Linked DNA regions of Mus musculus: region 1 is linked to region 2. A link is a contact called in public HiChIP or PLAC-seq data. All regions are on one chromosome and are shown on one strand. The core of a region is the stretch at or near the end of the contact, and the rest is flanking DNA. Distances in the headings are between cores, read along the strand shown. Region 1 holds the start of Chad (chondroadherin). Region 2 overlaps Abcc3 (ATP-binding cassette, sub-family C (CFTR/MRP), member 3).

Region 1 (7,161 bases), core at 1,194-3,693, 200 kb before region 2:
GGCAGAGCTTGGCTTTGAGTGCCCGGGCGGGCACACGGTGAACCTGGTCAGTGTTTGGTGGGATGGGCAGTGTGCCTGGGGCGGGCACACGGTGAACCTGGTCAGGGTTTGGTGGGATGGGCAGTGAGCCCAGGCTCCCCACAGCCCCCTGGTCCCAGGATTTCCCCCAGTGGTGTCCTCATTGCTCTGCCTTCTGCTAGATGCTATTTGTGGAGCTCTCTGTGGGCACTTTGGCCAGGATGGATGGCTCCAGAGGAAATGTATTGGTGCCCTCCTCTGAGCCTTGGTGCCAGTTTCTCTCTGGCCTCCTCATTCTTTTTTTTTTTCTTTTTTCTTTTTGGTTTTTGTGAGACAGGGTTTCTCTGTGTAGTCCTGGCTGTCCTGGAACTCACTCTGTAGACCAGGCTGGCCTCGAACTTAGAAATTCGCCTGCCTTTGCCTCCCAGGTACTGGGATTGAAGGCGTGCGCTACCACGCCCGGCTTTGGCCTCCTCATTCTAAATCAGCCTTCGTATGCTGTTCTACTGGCCACTGTTTTGTCACTAGGGTGGTCTACATTTAGCTGGGGTGAGGCCAGGCTAAAGAAGATCCACCCAGAAGGCTCCATCTACCTAGATAAGGTTGGCCTTCTGTCCTCAGCTCCGTATCTGTGACCTCTCACAGACCAGATTGGGCTGTGACGTTCTCTACAAACAAAACTACTCTACCTCGCTCTGGTCTCTGCCCGAACCTTCTGGCTGAAACTGTGTTGTGTACCAGGGTGATTCCCTGAAAAGGACTTTGCTCCTAGACAGCCCCGACCAGGCTAGCCTGAGCATCCCAAGGGAGGAAGAATTGAGGAGTCTGGGATCTGGTGACTGGGGAAAGCAAAAGTCAACAAACTGTCTGCTGGACAGTGAGACAGTCAGTCTGTGCTCTGAGGAGACACTTGGGGGGGCGTGTGCCAGGGATTGCATGTGTTTATTCACGGGCTGCAAGAGCACCAAGCCAGCAACTCGGTGAAGCCAAGTCAGGTCTCCGTGTCTTGGTTTCCCGTCCTTATTTGAAATCGACCCGAGGTTGCAATAAAATTGAGTGTGTTTCGACCCACGGAGGGAATGGGACGAGGGTGTGGGAGAGTTCTCCTTAAGGTACCTGCTCCCCAATTCATCCTCTGGCCTCTCACTTTACCTTAGCAACACAGGCCAGCACCCACTGGGAACAGGCACTCTTTGTGTTCTCTCAGCTTCTGGAAGGTGCCTCAGTAGACAAACCTTCCTTTATGAAATGGTAGGCTTGCAGGAGACTGGTAAGAGAGGGGTGGAAAGTCCAACAGGAAGAGGTGTCTGCTGTTAACCGTGGGGTCTGGGGCAGATGCCTCCCCAGAGGCCATTTGTGGGACCAGAACAGTTCCATCTCTTACAAGGAGTCCCAAGAGAGCCCTGCTGAGAAGCCTCGGGACCAGGTAAGGGTGAGAAGGATGGGGAGGGGTGTGTGTCAATGCAGAGAGAAGTGGCAAAGGCCCCTTGCTTTGGAGGATAATCTGAGTGACAAGGAGTCCAGGAGGAGGGAATGCTGTCCCGATGTGGTCCTGGGGTGGCATCCTAGAAAGAGCCGGGAGAACTGCAGCTGGGGCACTTACCTTCTCCAGGTTGGTGTTATCCAGCCAGAGGGTCTCCAGATATCTACCGAAGGACTGGAAGGCATTGTCTGGGATGCTCTTCAGAGGGTTGTGAGACAGCTTCAGCTCCTCCACCACCCGAAGTTTGCTCAGGGCGGCTGAGGGGTAGCTAGACAGCTGGTTCTTGTCCAGGTGGAACTTGGCTAGGTTCTCCACATCATCCAGGGAACCAGGCTGCAGGGAACTGAGGGCATTTTCTGACAGGTAGAGCCAGCGCAGGTCCTTGGCCCCCTGGAAAGCTCCAGCACGCAGCTCTCGGATTTTGTTGTTGTTGAGTTGCAAGATGAAGAGGTTGACCAGAGGAGAGAGCAACCCCCGGGGCAGTTCCGACACTTTGTTGTGGTCTAGATAGAGGTAAGTGAGTTCAGTCAGGTCGTCGAAGGCTCCAGCTCGCAATACCCGGATGTCGTTGTGGGACAGGTACAGGTAGATAAGCTGCTTCAGGCCTCGGAAGGCACCAGCCGCCACCTCGCGGATGTTGCAGTGTTGCAGGTGCAGGGAGACCAGGTTCGGCATGGTCCGAAACGAGTTGGCAGCCAGCACCGGGAAGTTGTTGCGCTGGAGATTGAGCAGTTTGGTTGTCTCTGATACCTTGGGGATCTTCTGCAGCCCCACCTTGTCGCAGATGACATGCTGCAGATCTCCATGGCAGTGGCAGTTTTGGGGGCAGGCGGCTAGCGCAGGCAGGAGGATGGCAAGAAAGACCAGACTGAATAAGAGCGCGCGGGCCATGGTTGGAACGCCTTGAGCCTGGGCTGGGGGCTAAGGCAGCGACAAGTCCTCGACTCTCGGGTCTCCCGGCCCATTTATAGGGCAGCCTTGACCGCAGTTGGCAGCGGAGCCAGCTACTACGTGGAGCACCGAAGCCACTGATTTAACCCCTTCCCGCCCAGAGATGCGTCCCCATCCTCGATGGCTGGGGGCCTCTTTTCACAGCAGGAGACCGTGTGTAGGGCTGAGGGCCCTTCCCCTGAACCCCAACCCCTTGGTTCCTGTTTGCAAACATTATGCTGCACCTTCCCCTACCCTCCTCTATCTGGACCAACACCCCGAGGTGGGGTGGACGGTGATAGGTGTGTCGAGGGGCCTCTGAATTTCCACTGGGCAGAGGGAAGTGTTCCCAGAACTTATTTATTTGCTCAAGTTTGAGTTCTCTACGTCTCCCTCCCCCATACACCCTTGGCAGACAGGTCACCCTGGACTCCGGGAGGGAGGAAGTGGGGCCCGACAGCCGGATGCGTCTCACCGCGGTCGGCCAGCCGGCGGCGCTTTAATGGGACTGTTGTGCGGCGCAGGCGGAGCGTGAGAGCTGCTGTGGGTTGGGCTCCCGCTTCTGGGTTCCTCAGTTTATCCCAAGGAGGTGGGGGAGCTGGTTGCAGAGGCTAGCTGACAGCCGTGCGTTTGGCTCTGCCCCTTCTCGGAGCCCAGTGGCACCAGGCCCGTAAGAGCTCCGGATTGTGGGCTTATTCACGACCCCTCTCTTAGCTCTGGGCTTCCTGTTCCCTGTCCTTTGTACCCTCATTCCCCTTTCTAGGGCTGAAGGCCACACAGAAATGTGGGAACTGGTGTGTGTGGGGAGTGAACCACAGGACTGACTGGCAACACACCTGGAGACCACAGGCCGCTGAACAAGCATGGTTGCACAGTCTCCTTCTTAATCTCCCCCAAATATCCTCATCTCCGGATCCTCCCCTCACCGGTGGTTAGGACCCACCCCTAAGGGGGGTCTCAGAGTGGCAGCCTAGTGGCGCCAATGTGTACTTGGCAGAGGCCATAGCTGGGCAATGACCCCAGGACTGTGTGAGCTGGTGGGAAGTGGGGTGTTGGCTACAGGCAACCAACCCTGGCTAGCCAGATGCTAGGTTGTGGGCAGCCCCGCCCTGGTGGACCAGGCTTCTGTTCACTTGCCAGCCACAGTGTCTGGAGTCCTGTGGAGAAGGGAGGGTGAGCAGGCAGGTTACAGCTTTGGCCCAGGGTGAGCTCTGGGTTGCTTGGCCAGAGATGGCTTCTGTTTTTGGGAGGTGGTGGAGGAGACCACAACTACGCCAGAACCACACCACCTGATGGTGTGCGGGCATGGAGGCCACCAACAGAGAGCTGGTAGAGGACAAGGTATCTAGACCTTCTCATGACACTCAATACATAGATGTAGGATTTGGACTCCAAGCCTGCACTTCCCATAAGCCCTTCTTATTCCTTGTCGCTAGAATGGGGTGTGTGGGGGTCATTCTTGGCCTAGAATGTTCTCTGATGGTATTTAGGCTGGCTGCTAGTTTTCCTGATGCACAGGATGTTCTAACCACTGGAGGTTGCAGGGGTAGGTGTGTGTGTGTGTGTGTGTGTGTGTGTGTGCGCGCGCACATGCATGCCACAGGCCTTTTAAATTCATGCTCTGGCTATATTTTTGTTTTAATGAAAATAAACACACAGTATCATCTCCAGAGCTTGTAGGGCACCCACCCTAAGGCCAGGCACTTGTCCCAGGTTGGAGGGGAGTGGTGTCTGTGTGTCTGTACCACTCCCAGCTCAATCCCAAGCCAGGCTGCCTTTCTCATCAAGTTTATGAGGCCTTTGGCTAAGAAGAGAGAGAGGGAGGCTGTTGTGGCCTGAAATCAAGACGGAAGGACCAAAGCAACCTGGAGATGGAGAGAGCAGCCATGGGTATCAGTGATGCCAGAAGCCACAGGCATCACAGGGCAGTGTCGGAACCTTGGCCATGAGAGGACTGGCTTCTAGTCTCAATTTGGTTTCAGACCAGGGGCCCTGCAGAGAGCTGCACTTCTGGCTTCTGACCTCTGGCTCTTGTCCCCTCGCTTACCTCAGTCCTTACTGTTCAGCTACCTAGGGTAGGTCACCCCAGCCCTCCTCTGTCCCTCACTTCCCTTCAAGCCGTCTTTTTTGGCCCCTCTAGGTTGTTTATGGAACCACAGAGAACAGTCCCGTGACCTTCATGAACTTTCCCGAGGACACCCTGGAGCAGAAGGCTGGTAGTGTGGGCAGAATTATGCCTCACACGGAGGTGAGCCCCCGACGGATGCCCTCAGAGCCCACCTCCCACCGCGTGAGGACAGTTAGGACTTTCCATCAGACATCTAAACAGCTCACTCAAATACAGAAGGCCCCAGTGCTGGGGGCTTGCTGGACCTGGCCCGGCTCTGTGGGCTGAAGCAGGGAGAGCTGGCCGGGGGTGGGGGGTGGGGTGGGGTGGGGAGCTGGGACAGCAGCCCTGAGCAGCAGCCAGCCGAACCTCTCCTCAGCCACCCTTCCTGTCTGAGGTGTGTTTTTGCCAAGCCCACTGTCTGTCTTGGGCAGCTAGGCCAGTCTCAAAAAGGAGCCAGAACACAGGGAATTTTTTCCTCTTATGTAGCTGCCCCTGCCTCTCATTCTTCTTTGGTCTGAGCATGGATTCTTCTTTTCCCAAGGTGTATATCCCTTGAAGGTCCCTTACACTTCAAAGGCCCCAGAATACTCCTCAGTCTCAGACTCCTAGCTGTGACTCCTCTCTGGCTCCAACCGTGTAGCTTTATTCAGATCTTACTTAGTTTCTGTGCCTCTCTGGGGCAACTTAGAGGATGCCCATGCACTGGTTCTCCACAGCATCTCAGCCACCCTCTTTGGGATGTACCCTGAGGTTTGTCAGAGAGACAGCCTTCTTCCCATCCCTCAAGGGCAGACATGGAAGTACCCAGACCCACCTTCCCTCGGCACATTGGCCATGGCTCTTGGCCTGCTAGGATTTTGGGTTCTCCCTGTTCTGATCACGTGACGCTGCGGTCATCTTCAGCTTCTTTGTTGCCTTGTGGGAAAAGAGGGGAGACAGTGGCCTTCCCTTCTACATGGTTTTTTTTTTTTTAAAGATTTATTTATTTATTTATTTATTTATTATATGTAAGTACACTGTAGCTGTCTTCAGACACACCAGAAGAGGGCATCAGATCTCATTTTGGATGGTTGTGAGCCACCATGTGGTTGCTGGGATTTGAACTCAGGACCTTCAGAAGAGCAGTCAGTGCTCTTAACCGCTGAGCCACCTCTCCAGCCCTCTGCATGGTTTATAATTCAGCATCTGGCACAACACTCCAGCAGGCCTCCTTTAAGGCTGCTCACTACCCAACCCTGTCCTCAGTATCCTGTGTAAAAACACAGCCAGGGCAGGAATTTAAAAGGCATGTGGCACCCCTCCATAGAGACATACCCTCCCCGTGGTTCAGGCCCAGTGTGGGTCTCTTCATGGCAGTGGATCTATTCAAGCCTCTCTTTCCTTTCCCTGGACTGCCATGAGTAGAGCCAGCAGCTTCATTTCTGAGAGGGTGAAGGAGAAAGAAAAGCCCCCTGTTCCCACCCCCACACCCCCACCCCCACCCCACCCCTATCTCCAAGGACCCTATCCCCAAGGCAAGAGAGCTGGAGGCTCAAGCTGAAAACTCTCCCGTCCCAGGCCCAGATTGTGAATGTGGAGACGGGTGAGCTGACCAACCTGAACGTGCCTGGGGAGCTGTATATCCGAGGGTACTGCGTCATGCAGGGCTACTGGGGTGAGCCACAGAAGACCTTCGAGACGGTCGGACAAGACAAGTGGTATCGGACAGGGTGAGATACCACGATGGTGTGGACACTGGCTACCAAGTGGGGCTAGGGTTCTAAGGCTGAGCTGGGAAAACTAAACAGGATCCCCCTTGACCATGAGACTTGGTTTCCAAAATTTGTCTGGGGCAGGAGCATAGTAATAGATCTAGTTCTTGGATGCCATATGGGAAACCCCAGTGCTGGGGCAGGGTGGGCAGGGGGCACCTCCAAGACTCGCTGGAGATGTATCTTAGTTTTTAGTCTCCTTGTCTACTAGGCTTGAAGTCTTCAGCACCACATAAACTGGCATGGTGAACGTGCCTGTAACCCCAGCACGTGGTAGAGAGGAGTCTAGGATCAGGGCTTCAAGATTATCTTTACCGAGCCAGGCGTGGTGGTGCATGCCTTTAATCCCAGCACTTGGGAGGCAGAGGCAAGCGGATTTTTGAGTTCGAGGCCAGCCTGGTCTACAAAGTGAGTTCCAGGACAGCCAGGGCTATACAGAGAAACCCTGTCTCGAACCCTCCCCTCCCCAAAAAAGACTATCTTTACCGATATAGTGAGTTGAGAGCTAGCCTGAGCTACGAGAGACCTTGTGTCCAATAAGGGGAAAGAAATGGCAGCCTGGTGGGTAGAGTGCTGCCTGCTCAGCATGCACGTCACCCTGAGTTCTATCCCCAGTGTCTCATAGTCCCCGGGGCATGGTGGGGCATGTGTTTGTAAACACAGGGTTTGGGTACAAGCACCATGTTCAAGGTCACTTTCTGCCTCAAAACATGCAACAACAACAAAATTTCCCCAAGTCAAAATGTGTGTCATGGGATGAACCTATTTCTCTCAGAGATAAAACACTAGGACACAACATTTTCATCCCCAGAATCGGAGCCAGTTTTCAGTGTTTATTAATGAATATACCAGGACAAGAGCAGGCAGAA
Region 2 (6,165 bases), core at 2,054-4,553:
CCCTCAGCAGCCCAGGAGAATGAGTAAGAAGATCTAGCCAATGAAAATTGCCTCTTCTGCTTGCCGTGACATCCAAGGAGGTGAGGACAAGCAGGCAAGGCTGATGATAAGAGCTATTGCATGAGAGAAGACTGAGAAGAGCAAACCAGCCTCATACCTGGTCTCCCCCCCCCCCTGCAGTATACTCATCAGGTTTATTTCTGACCCCACGGCCCCCACCTGGTGGGGCTTCTTGCTGGCCGGACTGATGTTCCTGAGCTCCACCATGCAGACATTGATCTTACACCAATATTACCACTGCATCTTTGTGATGGCCTTGAGGCTACGGACTGCTATTATAGGTGTCATCTACAGGAAGGTCAGCCAGGGTGGGATGCGTACTGGGAGAGGTCAGTTCTGGGCTGCTTGAGAGAAGCTCCTGGGCTTGGTCTATCCCCTTCATCTCTTCATCTTCAGGCTCTGGTCATCACCAACTCAGTCAAACGGGAGTCCACTGTGGGAGAAATGGTCAACCTCATGTCAGTGGATGCTCAGCGCTTCATGGATGTCTCCCCTTTCATCAATCTGCTGTGGTCTGCACCTTTGCAGGTCATCCTGGCAATATACTTCCTCTGGCAGGTAGTTCCTGAACTTTGAGCTCTGCCCTTTCCTCTGATCACATCTATCTCTGCTTATAGATGAACTGTGTCGTGCCCATAAGACCATCCCTAGGTAGGAGACCTTGGCCATTCAGTCTTCCTATCCTAGGCTGAGATTCACTCCTCAAAAGCCAGGGGCAAGGGGTATACACATTCTCCTACTAACACCTCTGTCTGTCCTTTGAATTTTCATCTCAAGATGGAGGGAGGTGACCTCACTAAGTTGCTTGGGCTGATCTTGAAATCACTGTGTAGCCCAAACCATCTAAGTAGTAGAATTCCAGACCTATGCCAACACAACCAGTTTGAATATCCTTCTCCAAGGGTGCTACTGGCCATCTGTGGTCATTATCTGTTAGGTGGCTGCTTCTATTGATATGGTTGTGGCTTTCTGTCTCCTTGCCCATCATACTTCAAATCAGTCAGTCTCTGCTGAGCTCTGTCCTGCCTGACCCTCTACTTGTCTGTGCCTCCTTAGATCCTGGGCCCATCAGCTCTGGCTGGAGTGGCTGTGATAGTCTTGCTGATACCACTCAATGGAGCTGTGTCCATGAAGATGAAGACCTACCAGGTGGGTGAGGCATCTACTTTAGATGGTAATACCAGCTTTGGAGTGGGGGGAGGGGTACCAAGAACCAGTTCATCTTGTACTATCTGGGCTTCTCCACTCCCTCTACTGAATGGGGAAAGCCACAGCCCCTTGTACAAACTTTACCCCTCTCAATCCCTATCATTGTAATGACAGTCTAATTTCACAGCAATGAGACCAAGGCCAGAGTAACTGAGGCAGTCCAGAGACAGGTAGAGCAGTTACTCAAATGTGTTCCCACTTTATAGTGATAAGAGTTGATAACCAGGGGCTGGAGAGATGGCTCAGCAGTTAAGAGCACCGACTGCTCTTCCAGAGGTCCTGAGTTCAATTCCCAGCAACCGCATGGTGGCTCACAACCATCTGTAATGGGATCTAATGCCCTCTTCTGGTGTGTCTGAAGAAAACAATGGTGTACTCATATATATATATATATATATATATATATATATATATATATATATATATATATATATAAAATCAATCTTTAAAAAAAAAAAGAAAAAAAGAGTTGATAACCAGGCAGTGAATTATCCATCTGCAAATGATTACTGGTGTCTTCAGCAGCTCTCTCTACACATAGAATAAATGACAAACCACCTGAGACCACCATCTTAGTCATTGCCCTGTTGCTGGGAAGAGACACCATGACCAAGACAACTCTTATAAAAGAAAGCTGCCGGGGCCTAGCAAACACAGAAGTGGATGCTCACAGTCAGCTATTGGATGGATCACAGGGCCCCCAATGGAAGAGCTAGAGAAAGTACCCAAGGAGCTAAAGGGGTCTGCAACCCTATAGGTGGAACAACATTATGAACTAACCAGTACCCCAGAGCTCTTGACTCTAGCTGCATATGTATCAAAAGATGGCCTAGTTGGCCATCACTGGAAAGAGAGGCCCATTGGACTTGCAAACTTTATATGCCCCAGTACAGGGGAACGCCAGGGCCAAAAAGTGGGAGTGGGTGGGTAGGGGAGTGGGGGGGGGGAGTGTATTGGGGACTTTTTGGATAGCATTGGAAATGTAAATGAGGAAAATACCTAATTAAAAAAAATAATTCAAAAAAAAAGAAAGCATTTAACTGGGGGCTTACTTAGAGTTTCAGAGATGTAATCCATTATCATCATGGTAGGAAGCATGGCAGCAGGCTTGGCAGACATGGTGCTAGAAAAGTAGTTGAGAGCTACATTCTCATCCAAAGGGAGAGAGACCCTGGGCTTGGCATGGGCTTTTGAAACCTCAAAGCCCACCCCAAGGGACACATTCCCTCCAACAAGGCTATGCCTCCTAATCCTTCTAATCTTTTCAAACAACGCTACTCTCTGGTGACTAAGCATTCAAACATATTAGCCTATGAGGAGAAGGGGCTATTCTCCTTCAAACCACCATGACCACCCTCAAGGCTCCCTTGGTTCTTGCATGTCTACATTCCTAATCCTCATGGGATGACCACATTCCAGATGTGTGTACATCTGGGTGACTACATGGACTATTCTCTCTTCCTGGTATATTCCTCACTCTCTTTGCCTCTTTAACTCCTTCCCTTTCTTTATCTCTCAGCATAAGCATCACTTCTTTCAGAGAACTGCCTTGATTACCCCAAGGTCATTCCCCTGCCCTCACCTGTTTATCCCCTACCTGCATCCTGCTCCTTCCCTTTGGATCACAATTTTATTTCCAATTAAGTATCTATTTGGGGAAATATTTGTCGAGCAACATATAATAGCTACTTATAATAGAGGAAATAGTATGAGATGGTGTAGGCCCAGTTTGTTGTGAGACAGGTGCTTCTCCATGTAGTCCTGGCACTCACTCTGTAGACCAGGCTAGCCTTAGGCTTACACAGATCTGTCTGCCTCTACCATCAAACTGTCAACTGTATGAGGACCATCTCCTCTCAATTGCTCCTCATGATAGCCTGCATCTGGCACGTGGGTTGGCACATAGCCACTCAGTAAACAAGAGCTGAGTGTATAAATCCATGTGGTTATGTCAAGCCTTAGATTAGGATCTGAGTGAACAGGAAAACAATCTCTGCCCATGGGAGCCTCACAGTCTGACTGGGAGCATTGTGTAAATAGGTAGGGAATGGGAACGGAAGTCAAGGGTCAAGAATGCTGTCTGGCAAGGTTAGTGGTGGTGACACTAAACACGGAGCTGCTCTTCTGAGTCAGGGGACACAGGGGACACAGGGATGGGGTTGGGCACTGGAGGTGGGGTGGGGAGGCATGTCAAGCAACATGTAATAGCTACAATAGATGGTCTGGTACGGGAGGTGGGAGCCCAGTGGATAGGAGGTCTGGGGAGGGGAGAGGGTGAGCCACTGTTCCTTCCCTCACAGGTAAAGCAAATGAAGTTCAAGGACTCCCGCATCAAGCTGATGAGCGAGATCCTGAACGGCATCAAAGTGCTCAAGCTGTACGCTTGGGAGCCCAGCTTCTTGGAGCAGGTGAAAGGGATCAGGCAGAGTGAACTTCAGCTGCTCCGGAAGGGGGCCTACCTGCAGGCCATCTCCACCTTCATCTGGATCTGCACCCCATTTCTGGTGAGGCTCTCCACTGGCATGGGGTTCCTGTCAGTTGGTAGGCCAGCCCAGGTCTTGGGGTTCTCCGGGGAATTCCACCATGACACTCATTCCCCGTGTTATCCAGGTGACCCTGATCACCCTCGGAGTGTACGTGTATGTGGACGAGAGCAATGTACTGGATGCCGAGAAGGCCTTTGTGTCCCTGTCTTTGTTCAATATCTTAAAGATCCCCCTCAACATGCTGCCTCAGTTAATCAGTGGACTGACCCAGGTACCAAGGCAAGCGGGGTGTCTGTTGGACTTAGGATATGTGGGGAGGTCAAGCAGGATTCACTTAGGGTCAACGGATAATCAAGTGGGGAGAGGGCAGCAGGGAAAGCCATAAAAGTTAGTTACATGGGTGGTTTGGAGTCACAGGGCCTGAGTTTCTGACACAGACTCCTTTTAGCAAACAAGACCTTCTCTTCAGGCAGTGGGAGCCACGCAAGATTGGTTATAGGAGGGGGTCCCAGAATTAGTGAGTTGGTCCTCAGGGAGCCCTGCTTAGCCCCAGAAGTTGGGGACCCATGGAGCAATGGTGAGGCTAATCCACACCCTCCTGCAGGCCAGCGTGTCTCTGAAACGGATCCAGGATTTCCTGAACCAAAATGAACTTGACCCCCAATGTGTGGAAAGAAAGACCATCTCCCCAGGTCCCAACACTCTTACTCCAGGGCGGTCCTGCCCCAAGCTTTCTAAGACTCCTCCTCTGATCCCCTCTTCTCCCTGAACTCTGAAGCCCCTCTGTTGATCAGTTCTCCTTTTCTCCTCCCCGAGGGCTCCTCATGCTCCTCCCTCTGTCGGTGCTCCAGGGATCCTCTCCTTGCCCAAGCTCCTCCCACACTTCTTCCAATGTCCTAGACCCACTGACCCCCTATGTATCTTGGTCCTCCTAGGCTACGCCATCACCATACACAACGGCACCTTCACCTGGGCCCAGGACCTGCCGCCCACCCTGCACAGGTAACAGTCCTCTCTCACTCACTTGCCAGCTCTCCAAAGCAGACACAGGTCAGATCAAACATAGCCCTTTCTCTCCTTGTCGCTGGCTTTGACAGGGAATGCAAGAAGAACCTGTTCTTGCCAGGGTGGCATCGGGGAGGGAGGAGGCCTTGGGGCTACAGAAGGAAGACTTGGATCAAACCCAAGCCCCACCCCTGACCGCTTCTTCTTGCTCCTAGCCTAAACATTCAAATCCCGAAGGGGGCATTGGTGGCTGTGGTGGGACCTGTGGGCTGTGGGAAGTCTTCTCTGGTGTCTGCCTTACTCGGAGAGATGGAGAAGCTGGAAGGTGTGGTGTCTGTAAAGGTGAGAGGGGGAAGGTTTCTAAAAAGCCATAAAGTCTGGCCAGCCTCAAGCAAACCCTAAGGTACCTTCTCCCTTCTCATTGGCCAGGGCTCTGTGGCCTACGTGCCCCAGCAGGCATGGATCCAGAACTGCACACTTCAGGAAAATGTGCTATTTGGCCAACCCATGAACCCCAAGCGCTACCAACAGGCTCTGGAGACATGTGCCCTGCTAGCTGACCTAGATGTGCTTCCTGGTGGGGACCAGACAGAGATTGGAGAGAAGGTACGGAACCAACTTCTCATCCCCGAGGGGCCAGCTCAGGAGGCTGCTAGCCAGAGCCCAATCTCAGATTCTCTTACTTGCTCAGGGGTTCATGTACCATCATGCCTAGCTCTGTACCAGGTACTGGGGAAACAGCTCTCTCTAGACCAGGGAGGACAACTCATGAACAGACAGGGACCACAGAATTTCCCAAGATCATGGCAAAGGTCTTTTTATGCAGGGTAGTAGAAGGGAGGGAGGCAGAGGGTCTATATAAGGAGAAGCATCGCTTTGGAGCTGACTTTTTTTTTTTTAAGATTTGTTTACTTATTTATTGTAGATGTGTATGTGTCTTCATGCACACCAGAAGATGGCATCAGATCCTATTACAGATGGTTGTGAGCCATCATGGGGTTGCTGGAAATTGAACTCAGGACCTCTGGAAGAGCAGCCAGTGCTCTTAACCTCTGAGCCATCTCTCCAGCCCCTTGAGCTGACTCTTAATGGCTGAGAAAGAGGAACCCATCATTCACTGATTCATCCACTAGGTTTTTATTAAGCATCTACTATAGGCCAGGGACTATTATGTGGTGGTGAATGTACCAGGATAAAAATCTCGGCTTTTATACACCCTACATTCTAGTAGAGGAGAGAAAGTCAATAAGCAAGATAAGCCAAGTATATACTAGATAATCCTAAAGAGGGGAGATTAAAGCAGTTAGGAACATGTGCTGGGCTATTTTGTTGATGATGTTTCTCATTGAGAAATAGAAACCTATATAGGAGGAACAGCTCTGCCTGAGACCACGGAGCCCTGGCT

Evidence for each region. HiChIP or PLAC-seq counts read pairs in DNA pulled down with a chosen protein or histone mark.
Region 1: a FOXA1 HiChIP or PLAC-seq map of pancreatic cancer cells shows a contact between it and region 2. The contact joins the promoter of Chad here to the enhancer-like site in region 2. A contact is called at or near these places in 4 of 39 promoter capture datasets (the 3T3-L1 cell line, cranial neural crest, embryonic stem cells and 1 more), 2 of 484 Hi-C or Micro-C datasets (the G1E-ER4 cell line and brain), 2 of 115 datasets of contacts at active chromatin or transcription factors (fetal liver and pancreatic cancer cells) and 4 of 9 other capture datasets (adipose tissue, embryonic stem cells, liver and 1 more).

What each region holds. Positions count from the first base shown.
Region 1 is chr11:94,560,329-94,567,489 of GRCm38.p6, reverse strand. Chad (chondroadherin) reads right to left here and starts at 2,443. Exons shown (of 4, transcript NM_007689.5): 1 at 1,622-2,443. The coding sequence starts at 2,392. It overlaps Acsf2 (acyl-CoA synthetase family member 2), which reads left to right. Exons shown (of 16, transcript NM_153807.2): 11 at 4,572-4,679; 12 at 6,099-6,250.
Region 2 is chr11:94,362,634-94,368,798 of GRCm38.p6, reverse strand. Abcc3 (ATP-binding cassette, sub-family C (CFTR/MRP), member 3) reads left to right here. Exons shown (of 31, transcript NM_001363187.1): 9 at 181-358; 10 at 457-618; 11 at 1,117-1,209; 12 at 3,570-3,773; 13 at 3,880-4,026; 14 at 4,360-4,447; 15 at 4,691-4,757; 16 at 4,976-5,102; 17 at 5,190-5,366. Among named protein-coding and RNA genes, the nearest start is that of Gm51871, 14 kb to the right of the region's middle. Within about 2 kb of position 3,303, at least 20 of the 459 cell types and tissues checked have an H3K27ac peak or open chromatin away from gene starts, as enhancers often do. A contact at or near this core is called in pancreatic cancer cells, where this site is marked.